2 separate regions of the Mus musculus genome follow, and region 1 is linked to region 2. A link is a contact called in public Hi-C data. All regions are on one chromosome and are shown on one strand. The core of a region is the stretch at or near the end of the contact, and the rest is flanking DNA. Distances in the headings are between cores, read along the strand shown.

Evidence for each region. A called contact is a pair of places that touch in the nucleus more often than the background predicts.
Region 1: a Hi-C map of cerebellum shows a contact between it and region 2, with 2.7 times the contacts expected there. The contact joins the enhancer-like site here to the promoter of Zfp362 in region 2. A contact is called at or near these places in 2 of 39 promoter capture datasets (embryonic stem cells and hippocampal neurons), 4 of 484 Hi-C or Micro-C datasets (cerebellar granule neurons, cerebellum, embryonic stem cells and 1 more) and 9 of 115 datasets of contacts at active chromatin or transcription factors (the NIH/3T3 cell line, astrocytes, craniofacial prominence and 6 more).

Annotation. Positions count from the first base shown.
Region 1 is chr4:129,079,729-129,085,088 of GRCm38.p6, reverse strand. It overlaps Rnf19b (ring finger protein 19B), which reads right to left. Exons shown (of 9, transcript NM_029219.2): 7 at 4,540-4,747; 8 at 2,211-2,342; 9 at 563-1,361. The coding sequence ends at 899. Among named protein-coding and RNA genes, the nearest start is that of Tmem54, 23 kb to the left of the region's middle. Within about 2 kb of position 3,313, at least 103 of the 459 cell types and tissues checked have an H3K27ac peak or open chromatin away from gene starts, as enhancers often do. A contact at or near this core is called in the NIH/3T3 cell line, astrocytes, cerebellar granule neurons and 1 more, where this site is marked.
Region 2 is chr4:128,803,179-128,808,223 of GRCm38.p6, reverse strand. Zfp362 (zinc finger protein 362) reads left to right here and starts at 2,112. Exons shown (of 9, transcript NM_001081098.1): 1 at 2,112-2,212.

The sequences.
Region 1 (5,360 bases), core at 2,064-4,563, 280 kb before region 2:
CCTCTCTCTAACTAGGCTGGCAGGGAGCGTGTACCTGAGAGCACAGCCAACATCTATGCTAGCTATTGCCTGGGATCTTGCAGAAACAGCTCTTGCTCCCATAGGCTTGGCTCCTAGGCTGGGATGCGGCTCAGGGGTAGAGCAGCTACACAGTATGCACAGGGATCTGGGTTTCAGCCCCAGTTGCTTCCTAACTGTAACCCTGCGGGGTCACCAAGCCCTCTCCACAGACTCTGCCCCTAAACACTGACTATAGAGTGTGGTGAGTATGAATCTGGCTCTGACAGGAAAACTGCAGAACTGCCTCTCGAGGGCAAAAAAGGTGCAACTCGGTCTCCTCGCTATTGCAGACTCAGCCTGACTCCAGTCTACAGCAAGCCTGCCTTGGCTTCCTGTATGGGAGGAGAAGCTGCTCTACAAGCGACTCCACTGCAGTTGGAGGGAGTAAAACCCTTCTTCCCTGGGGTTAGAAAACCGCAGGCCTCTCACAGACAGATAGACTACTCTTCCAATAAACACTTGGCTCTGCAGGACTACCCAAGCCAAGGACAGTGACATGAGGTCAGTTATGACAGAATTCTTTATTAAAATGTGTCATCAATAATGTTAGCATACATACAATATACACACATACATATGTACATTCTTTGACACACCTCACAGATTGCCAACATCAGTTTAGCCAATAAATTAAAACTAAAAATGAGAGGATAGGGGGAGGGATACTAGAGGCAAATTTCATTTTTTATCTGGTAAGAAATTGTAAATTTCTCAGAACTTCCCTGGGGGAACCCTGACCAGAGAATCTTTGAAACAAAATACATAAATCCCCACCCTCCCCCGAAAAAGATTCCAAAAGATGCAGTTACAACAAGTGTGCTTCTCAGAACAGGGGCCTTCATTCCACTTCATACTCTTCTGACTTCAAGACAGTCTGGCCCTCAGCTGGAGCAGCGAGGTTCTTGTGGGCACTTGGGCTCGGTGCACCGTGGACTTGGGGGGTGGAGGGGCAGGCTGCAGCATGGGAGCGGGGCGAGCCACACTCATCTGAGGTGATGTCTGGCACGTCATCTGACTGCGTGTCAGAGCTCTCCAGGTCACTGCGGATGCTCTCAGGCTGGGCCAGGCTGATGTCCCAAGCCTTGCTGGCCAGGCAGTCTTTCTGTTCACAGCTTTGGTGTTTGTAAGGGGGATCGTCTTCACTGCCACCGCTGCCACCACCAGCACCATTACCCTCTTCTTCCTTCTCTGCCACCTGAGCATGGACATGGAGCGAGTCCTCTGTGCTGCTGCCACTCACCAACTGATAGTGACTTGGTTTGGCTTCAATGTCCACTTGGATTTCCATATTGTTGCACTCTCTGTGGGAACAAAATTCACTGTGCTGAGAGTCACGCATAGGTTATGTTATATTATACCTGCTCCTAAAATAGTTTCTGGGTTTTGGCTTAAGTAGTTAGAAGAGGTGGGTCCACGTAGACCAGAGCTCACTTCTCACTTTCCCTTTACACACACACACACACACACACACACACACACACACACACACACACACACACGCTTGCTCTCCTTAAAACATCTAAAAAGAGCTTCCAGAGGGACTGGAGAGATGGCTGAGCAGTTAAGAGCACTGGCTGCTCTTTCAGAGGTCTTGAGTTCAATTTCCAGCAACCACATGGTGGCTCACAACCATCTGTAATGGTATCTGATGCCCTCTTCTGGCATGTAGGTATACATATATGCATACTCATTTACAACAATCTAACACACAAATAAATAGCTTCCAGAATTCAACTAAGTACCTCATCCTACCTTACTTTTAATAGAAATGTAAGAGCAAGCTGGCAGCTTGTTACGACTGCATCACAGTCAGAAGCCATTCATTCCTCCTGCAGTGGAACGGAGAGGAGATCTAGACCCAGGCCCTAGCTAACATCAGTCTAGCTCTTTAAACTCCATTTGAATAATTCCACTGTTGCAACAGCTAGACAAAAGAAGGAAAAGGTGGGAAAGAGATGGTGAGGGAAGAAAGGAGGGAGGGAGGAAAGTCAAAGGCTAACAAGATTTAAGAGATGAACACTCCAGCACAATGGATTCAGAAGCACGCCACATCTCCACTAGATGGCACCCAGGGCCCTGAGATGAGGAAGGGAGCGCTGAGGACCTATTACCCAATGAATACAGCTGTCCCGGGCTCTGCCTGCTCATACCTGTCCTGTGGGTTGTAGGAACTGATTATGGAACCGGCCATAGCACGAGTGCTTGCGCTGTCGCTAATTGCACCAAGACTGGCTGTGTCTTTGGGGAAAATTTCCTTTTGGACATCAGCTTGAACTTCTAACCTGTGTAAAGAGGGGATGTGCAAGTTAACAGGAGAAGCAGGGTTCTGACGGTTTGTTTCCTGGAACACACCTCTTCCATTATTCTCTTGAGAACTGTGATAATCTGTTGGATCACCTCCAACTGCCAAACAGTTCAAATACATGCCAGCATAGTTCCTCTCTTACATATCAAGTGAAACTGCCCCCTCCTTTCTGTCCCTTTAACATAAGTCCTTGACTAAAAAAATCAACACCGGGCTTGTGTCCAGCAGCCCCTAAATTCAAGTCAAGCAACTTTCCAGAGCAGTGTCAACGCAGGCCAAGACCCAACCATCCTAAAATCTCTTAACTCTTGGCCCCCTTCCTGCCTACAGACATCTGTGGCCTTCCCGACCTGCTAGCGGCTTGGGTTCCTTTTCTTACCCCAATTCCAGCATCACAACCCCTGAGTTTTCATTCTGTACCTCCATGGCTTTGTGGATGCTATGCCCTGTCTCAAAAGTTTCTCTTTCTCTGCCTGAACAACTTATGCCAGGTCTTTAACAACAAAGGACTACCATTTCCTCTTACTCTCTCTCTTCCAGCACCCGGCAGGCACCTCCAGCTGAGTGCCCAACCCTCTTCTGCACCAACTTCCACACCTCTCTCCACTGCTCTGTGAGGCCCCGGAAGGAAGAGTTCACAACTCATTCCTGCTTTGCCCTTTCTACCTTGGACACAGAGGAAGAACTCAAACACGTAGTAATCAGGTAACCTCCAGGCTGCAGGAATGAAGGGCATATAGGAGCCAACCTCCTCCCTCATCAACAGCACTTTCCTAATAGGGTTTCAAGGCTGGGAACCCCTAACTGCTTCCTTTCTGGCTCAGCACCATTTTGTTCTGCACTTCAGTATTTCTTCATAATGGGTTTCGCAGTCCAGCCCATTTGACTCATTCACTTCCCATAAAGGAACGGCTTTCACTGGATGCAGCAGCTGCCGGCTGCACTGCAGTCTCAGCAAGTCACGCTCCAACTATGTCTGTGGCTCATTCAAGGGGAGCTGGTTTTAAGAGAGCACAGCAGTGAATACTCCAGCATGTGGGGGCAGGGGCCGTTAACAAGGGACACTAGTCAGAAGATGCAGCTAGGTCAGCAGCAGCTCCATCCCGCTGCCTGTGTCTCTGCCCCACACTAGGAAATGAGGGCAACTGGGGGGTGCTCTCAGGCCTGTGTTCCAGCTTCAGCTCTGCCACACACTCAGTGGTCAAAGCCTTTCTCAGAACCTACCAGGTCACCTCCTTGGTGGCTGCCAGAGGCTGGTTCATGCCAGCGGCTACACTAGAATCATCTGGGGAGTCTTCTCTAAACATAGACCACCCTCAGGTCCCATCCCAGGACAGCCTAAGTTATTAATTCTGGAAATATGCTCCTAGAGTCTATTTTAAGAGGTTCCCAGGCGAATGAAGGACACCAAGGTGAAGATCTAGTCCACTCGCCATCTGCCACTGCATCTTCTTTGCAGCCAAATCGCCATCTGCTCTCGCCCTAACCGCCCAGGTCCTCTGTGAGGCAGTGTCCTCTCTGGGGCCTTCCTACAGCCTCCTCCATGTTCTCCATAGCACATGAAATCAGTGGAGGCTGCTGCCTGTCAGTCACGGAGTACTAATCCTTTCCTAGCAGGATCCCTCCAGGTACCTGAGACAATGCTCTGTCTCCCTCACCTCCTGCTCTGCTGTGCTCCACGAGGCCACTCTTCCCCACTGAACTCAACTAACTGCTTCTCCTCTAACGCCAGCTGTATATGTAAATATGAATAACTATGGCATTACGGTAGGGCACATCAGCAAAATGCAAGTACATCAGTTATTTTTATTGACAAGGCTTTCTGTACTCTTAACACAAATTCACAGAACTGATTTTCCTACTCTATCCAGTGGGAATAAGAGGGTCATGAAGAGTACAGTACCAGAGTCAACGTGACACAGCATAAAACCAACGACAAGCCTAACAGAGCGCCTGCCTTCTGCTCTTCTTGCTTCCTAGAGCAGGCAGCAGAATGAAGCAGCAAGACCTAAAGTCAACATTATTCTTTAAGTGGAAGTCACTATGATGCAAAGAATTTGTGAACTTTGAAAAATAAAATACCACTGATGCTTAAAGTGGTATAGAGATGTGGCTCGGTGTGTCCTCTCTTACAAATAATTCCAATGCCTGCTACAGACCACCTCTCTACTTACCGGCTGTACTTTCCCTTGCCGCTGGAGAGAATACCACCACTCAGTGTGCCCCCTGAGAGGGCAGCGAAGCTGGCTGTCTCGCTGTATGGTCCCTGCATGACACTGAGTCCATCTGTAGGGCTTCCGCTGGTACTCAGCACACTAGTCAGGCCCTCAATGCTGCTTTCTCCGATGCTGGGGTTCTTGAGGGCTCGCCAGGCATCTGCCACTATGGGTAGAACCAGACACCCCCATTTGAAACAACATACAAAGAGTCTGGAAGGCATTTTCCTGAAGAGACTCTTCAGAGTGGAGGATTTTCATGCTGAAAAGTACTACAAATTCACTTAACAAGCAGCGACCGTGTGAGACAACAGAACCAGACTGCTAACATCTGCACTTAAGCCTCTCAGTAACTTAGTGATTAGGAGCCCTGATTTCAAATGAGGAAATAAGAATTTGAAATTAAATGACTACTCAGGATCAAATAAGTCACACCACATTTTAACTGCAAGCCCACTATTATTTCTGTATAAGTCTACAGCATCTATTTTGTTTTGTTTTGTTGTTTTCCGAGACAGGGTTTCTCTGTATATTCGTGGTTGTCCTGGAACTCACTCTGTAGACCAGGCTGGCCTCGAACTCAGAAATCCGCCTGCCTCTGCCTCCCAAGTGCTGGGATTAAAGGTGTGAGCCACCACTGCCTGGTTACAGCAGCTATTTTTATCTACCTTAGTAGATTAAAAAAAAAAAATTGAGACAGGGTCTCTCATTCTATAGTCTAGGCTGTCTTGAATTTAGTACTTAGCCCACTCTGGCCTTGGATATCAGTGCTAGGATTA
Region 2 (5,045 bases), core at 863-3,362:
GATGAGACCCTGACTGGCAAGAAGGGAGTGTCTGATCTCCTGGAGGTGGAGTTACAGGCAATGATGGGCTCTTTAACATGGATGCTGGAATCTAAACTGTAGAACCATGAATGCTGACCAAGCCCTCCAGCTCTCCAGCCCCTAAAGGTTTTTTTTTTTTTTTTTGTTAAGAATGTTTATTGTTTTTAATTATGCTAGGGGAGGGGGTCTGTGCATATATGAGAGAAGGTTCTGCAGGAGTCCAGAAGAGGGCATCGGATCCCCCGGAGCTAAAGTTACAGGCTGTTGTGAGCCACAGGACTTGGGTGGTAGAAACCAAACTCAGGTCCTCAGGCCCAGTGCATTCTAACTGCAGAGTCATGCCTCCAGCCCCGGAAGGTTTGCTTTTCATCTCGTCAAATGTGCACACCGTCAGCATGATTCATGGCTGCTGATGTGCCCTTCATTTGTTTTCTTCTTCCTTTTCTGACTGTGCATTTGGAAGGAAGTCACTCTAAAACCCATGCCCCACATCCCACACCTCGATTCTTGATTCTTCTACACGGGTGATTTCTCGCTTCATTCCCATTGCTGGCCAGTGTTTTTCCTCACAGAACCTTCTCAACTCTGGGCTAGTCTTTTTGTTTTCAGAACAAAGGTGTTCCTCTCTTCTCCAGGCTCATCCCAGAGCCATGTTCTGAAAACAGCCCCTATCTCTCTAGGAGAGTAGCCTTCTCTGTGTTGTCAATACCATATCATTCCAGTTAATTTTTGCCGCTTGCTTATTGTGCCTCTGCCCTATGCCCGGAATTGTGTGCTTGATGCTTTGAGAAGGAACCAACGACCTCCGTGGGTCCCACCCTCCAGCTTCCCCAATGTGTGACATCCTGTGCTAAACTGGAATCCTCACGAGGACAGCGACTTTGTCCACACTTTTTAGAACTGTGTTCCCAGCCAACTAGCGCACGTGCCTATGAACTTATACTTCCCAGAAAGCAGGATGGTTTTTTGTGTCCTTCCTTCTCTGGGATGCTTAGGACGGCAGAGGCAGCCCTGATCCTCTAGGCCTGCAGGTGGACAGCAGAGTGTGCCACAGAAATCTAAGCGGGTTCGGAATCGGGAATGCCTGCCTCCTCAGGTAGAAGTGAAGTTTAGAAGTTGACACAGCCCGCGAGGCCGAATCAAGAGGACTTGGTGACTGATTGGCTGGGGAGGGTGAGGCGGGAGGAGGAGTCGCGCAGATGGCTCTGAGGTCTGGAGCTGGGGGGACAGGCGGTGCCACCTCTGATAGACTTTCTAGAAGTGCTGTCAGCTCCTGGTCGCCCCACCGCTGAGACTCAGGCCTAGGGTTGGGAAGCGGTGTCCTGGCTTGTGCAAACTTCTGCACCCCACCCCGCCCCCACGTCCTTTCTTCAGAAATAAATAACCAAAATCTTAGCAGGGATCTTGAGCCTGGCCGTTTGTCACCGGGTGTGTGTGTGGGGGGGGGGGGGAGCACCGTGGGGGTCTGCACCAGCTTGCGATTTCCCAAGGAGGGACACCCCCACCCCTCCCGAGAGCAGCGTGACCAGCCAGTCCCGGGTCCCCAGGCCACCGCCACCCGGGAGCGGAGTCTGGGCGGGACAATGGCCGCGGCCGCCCGGGCCCCGGGAGCCCCCGTGCTGGGGAAGGGGCTGTCCTAGGGCCGGGCGCCGGTGCCCTCCCCGCGCGGCTCGGGCGGGCGGAGGGGGGCGCGGAGTTCCTTTGTGGCTCAGCCTCCGGCGCGGCGCGGCGCGGGCAGGGGGCGCCGCGCAACTTTCCTTGGCGGCGGCGGCGGCGAGCGCGAGACGAGGCCCCGGGGCCGAGCGGGGGCCCCCAGCGCGCGGCCCGTCCCCGCCCCGCCGGCCCCCTCCCCTCGCCGTCGCCAGCGCCGGGCGCTGCCCACTCGCCGGAGCCCCGGGGCCGGGCGGGCTGCGCAGCCGAGAGGCGGGGGGCCGGACGCGGCTCGCTCGCGGGGCCCAGCGCGCCGGGGCCGCGCGGCTGCACAGCCGGCCTCCGCCGCCGCGGCGCCTGCAGAACCCAGAAGTGAACAGCAGGCGACCCGGAAGGTTTGCGCGCCGCTCCGCACCGAGCCCCAGCCGCGCGCCGCCGCCACCGCCGCCACCGCCGAAGCCGGGAGCCCCCAGCCCGGCCCTACTCGGGCCGCCGGGCTCGGGGCTGCGGCCGCGTCCCGGAGCGCCGCCAGCACTGCCAGGTCCGTGCGGGCCCGGGGCGCGCGGGGGAGCGGGCCCGCCCGCGGGAAAGTTGCGCCGAGTTGCGGGGCGGGGGCCGGGCGGGCGCGAGCGCTGTCAGCGCGGGGCGGCCGCGCTGCGTGGGCCCGGGGGTCGCCGGTGCCTCGGGCCGGGCCCCGGGGCGGCCGTGGCTGCGGCGGCTGCGCGCGCGGGGTAGGCAGCGTCTCCCGCGGCGTGTCTGGGGTTCGTCTCCGAGTGTGTGCGTGTGTGTTTTCCTAAGCCGGGCTATTCAAACCTGCTGCAATTCTCCGGTAAACAATGATTCATGGGGCTTAATGCAAATAAACGGATTGCAAACGGCGCGGTTCGCGCACTTTGCAGCCGGCCCGGTGGAGCGGCCAGTGCCGGATTTCTCCGTTTTTTTGCAGATCTGCAGAATATGGCGTCCCTGTCCTGTTTTAAAAATAAGCCAGGCTGCCATTTTTGTTTTTCTTTTGTCTGAAGATTTTAATAAAACTGTCTGAGAATGTGGGAGAGGCGGCTGGAAGCAGAGGGGGCACCCGAAGGGTTGGCTTTTTTCCTTTTCTTTGGAGAGAGCCGGGAGCCTTTCGGGGAGGTGAGACACAATACAATTACACTTTAAAGGAAAAAATAAGGGGGAGAGAAGCTGCCGGGTGATTTGGGGGGAGGGGGCTGGGAATTTAAAGTTAACTCTGAAAGTTTTCTTTTCTTTCTTGCTTTTTTTTTTTTTTAAGATTTTTTTTTTCTTCCCCTGAGGGCCCTGAGATGCCGCGAAAGGATATGGGGGCCCATTTCTCTGTTTCTTCCCACCTAGCTAGTCGCCTTTGCAGGGTTTTTGGGAAAAGTTAACTGCCGGTTTCCCCAGAACTGCGTGGGTGGGGATGTCGTGTGTGTGTGTGTGTGTGTGTGTGTGTGTGTGTGTGTGTGTGTAGGGCTGAGGTGAGAGGTTTTGGGAGGAGTCGTTTGGACGAGGCTCTGTATCAAAGTGGTATTGTAAGGAACTATATTGTAGCCCCAGATTTGGGGGAGTTGGCTGGCTCTAGGGGCATAAAGTGGGCCCAGGGTTTGGAGCTAAGATCCCTGTCATGAGGACATGACCCTTCTTGCCACCCTGTCCTCCAGCAGTGTGGATCCTTTAGGAGCTGTGTGTGTGTTGGAGATGGAGGGAGGCTTGCCCCTTCATGGGTGGCCAGAGCCCCCTTGGTGGACAGGAAGTTTTGGTAGCCCCCTCTTGGGGCAAGTCTGGTTGATTGCAGTGGAAGAACCCCCTTCAGGTATGGGTGGTCTTCTTAGCCTCCAGAGATGGCCTCTGTTGATGAATGTCCTTAGTGGTGGGTTTTTAGCTGGGTACAGGCCTGCAGCTCCTGTGGGTCCCGATATACATAGGAGTAGCTGACTGCCTGGCCCTTGTGTTCTGGGCCTGTCCTCTGCTTGTGTTAACTCCTTTCTGCCACCCGGCCTGCCACTTTGAAGTCTCCTGATTGGACATCAGTTGAGTTTCTGAAGTGGCTGACTGGACTGGCTGGTGACTGTACAGGCAGCAGAGTGGTATGAGGCCAGGCCCATAAAATCTGAATGTGGTCTTTTCCCCTTTTGGGGGAGACTCTGTCCTAGGAGGATGCTCTGAGCCTTTGTGCTTATCTAGGGCCCTCCCCCCATTTCCTGGAGGGAAAAGTCTCCTTTCAGAGCGGTGTCCTGGCTTCACCAGGCCAATGTGAGCTCCCCAAGGGCAGCCAGTGGGAACAAGGCCTGAGAGCGTTGAGCTGCAGAGCTAGGCATGCCTGGGTCACCCGGTTCTGAACCAACAAGGTTTTAGATGGAGAAACTGAGGCCCAAGAGTCACTACTCTGCCCAGTAGAGGAGAGCTGAGACTGGAACCCACGTTTGGGTTCTCTGTTTTGGAGCGCTCTCACCCCCAGCATGGTTTGCTTCAGACAAAACTGAACAGGAATAGACAGTGTGGCCCCCTTCCTTTCCCCCTGGACCCCATTATCATCACATTTCAGGAAATCAAATGTCACAGTGTGTACCATGTCCTATGTGGCTACAGCCATGTCAGGCGCTCCCCAAAACTGAGTTGAGGTCAGATGTTCAGGTGGGGGCAGTTGAACTCATTTTAAAATTAAGAAACTGAGGCTTAGAGAGGCTGGGCAGTGACGGAGGAGGGATGGCCTGCAGACTCCTTGTGTGGGCCTTTCCTAAGTGGGTGGTGCTGTGGGCAGGACCTTTCCCAACTTCTAGTTTTTGGTCTGAAATTCTTCTGCTGACCCCAGTGGCTGTGTAAAAATCCAGAGGCTTACTCCCACCCCAAAGAATGTCAGAGATGAAAAGGCCCCGGAGGTCATCTGGACTCGGAGAGGAAAGCACTGGCTCCAAGTCTGGCCCTAGCTTGTTCTGGAGCCCCGATCTCCTGTCTCCTTTTTTCTGTGAAATGCTCAGAGAGAGAGAGTGAAACACTGGGCTGGGTGTAGGGGAGCTAGCTGGTGCAGGGGCTGGCGGGTAATGGCTACACTAGATAAGTTGGCCCTAGGGGCTAAGGGATAGTCTGCGGTGACCTTGGGAAACAGAGGCCAGCTTGGTCTTAGGTGGGAAGAAACTGCTGTGTGAGCAAGCTGTGGCCTCTGTCTAAAGCAAGCTTAGCCCTGCCCTTCCCTAGGCAGCCATTCCTTGCCTCTTCTCTTGTTGCTCTGTATTCTTACTGTTTGTATAGTCTCTCATTTGTGACTAGGCCATTCATTTGTTCTTCCACTGTCCACTTCTTAGTCTATGGGTCAGTTCAGTAGTCCTGTCTGTCCCATCAACCATCCGTCCGTCCGTCCGTCCGTCCATCCATCC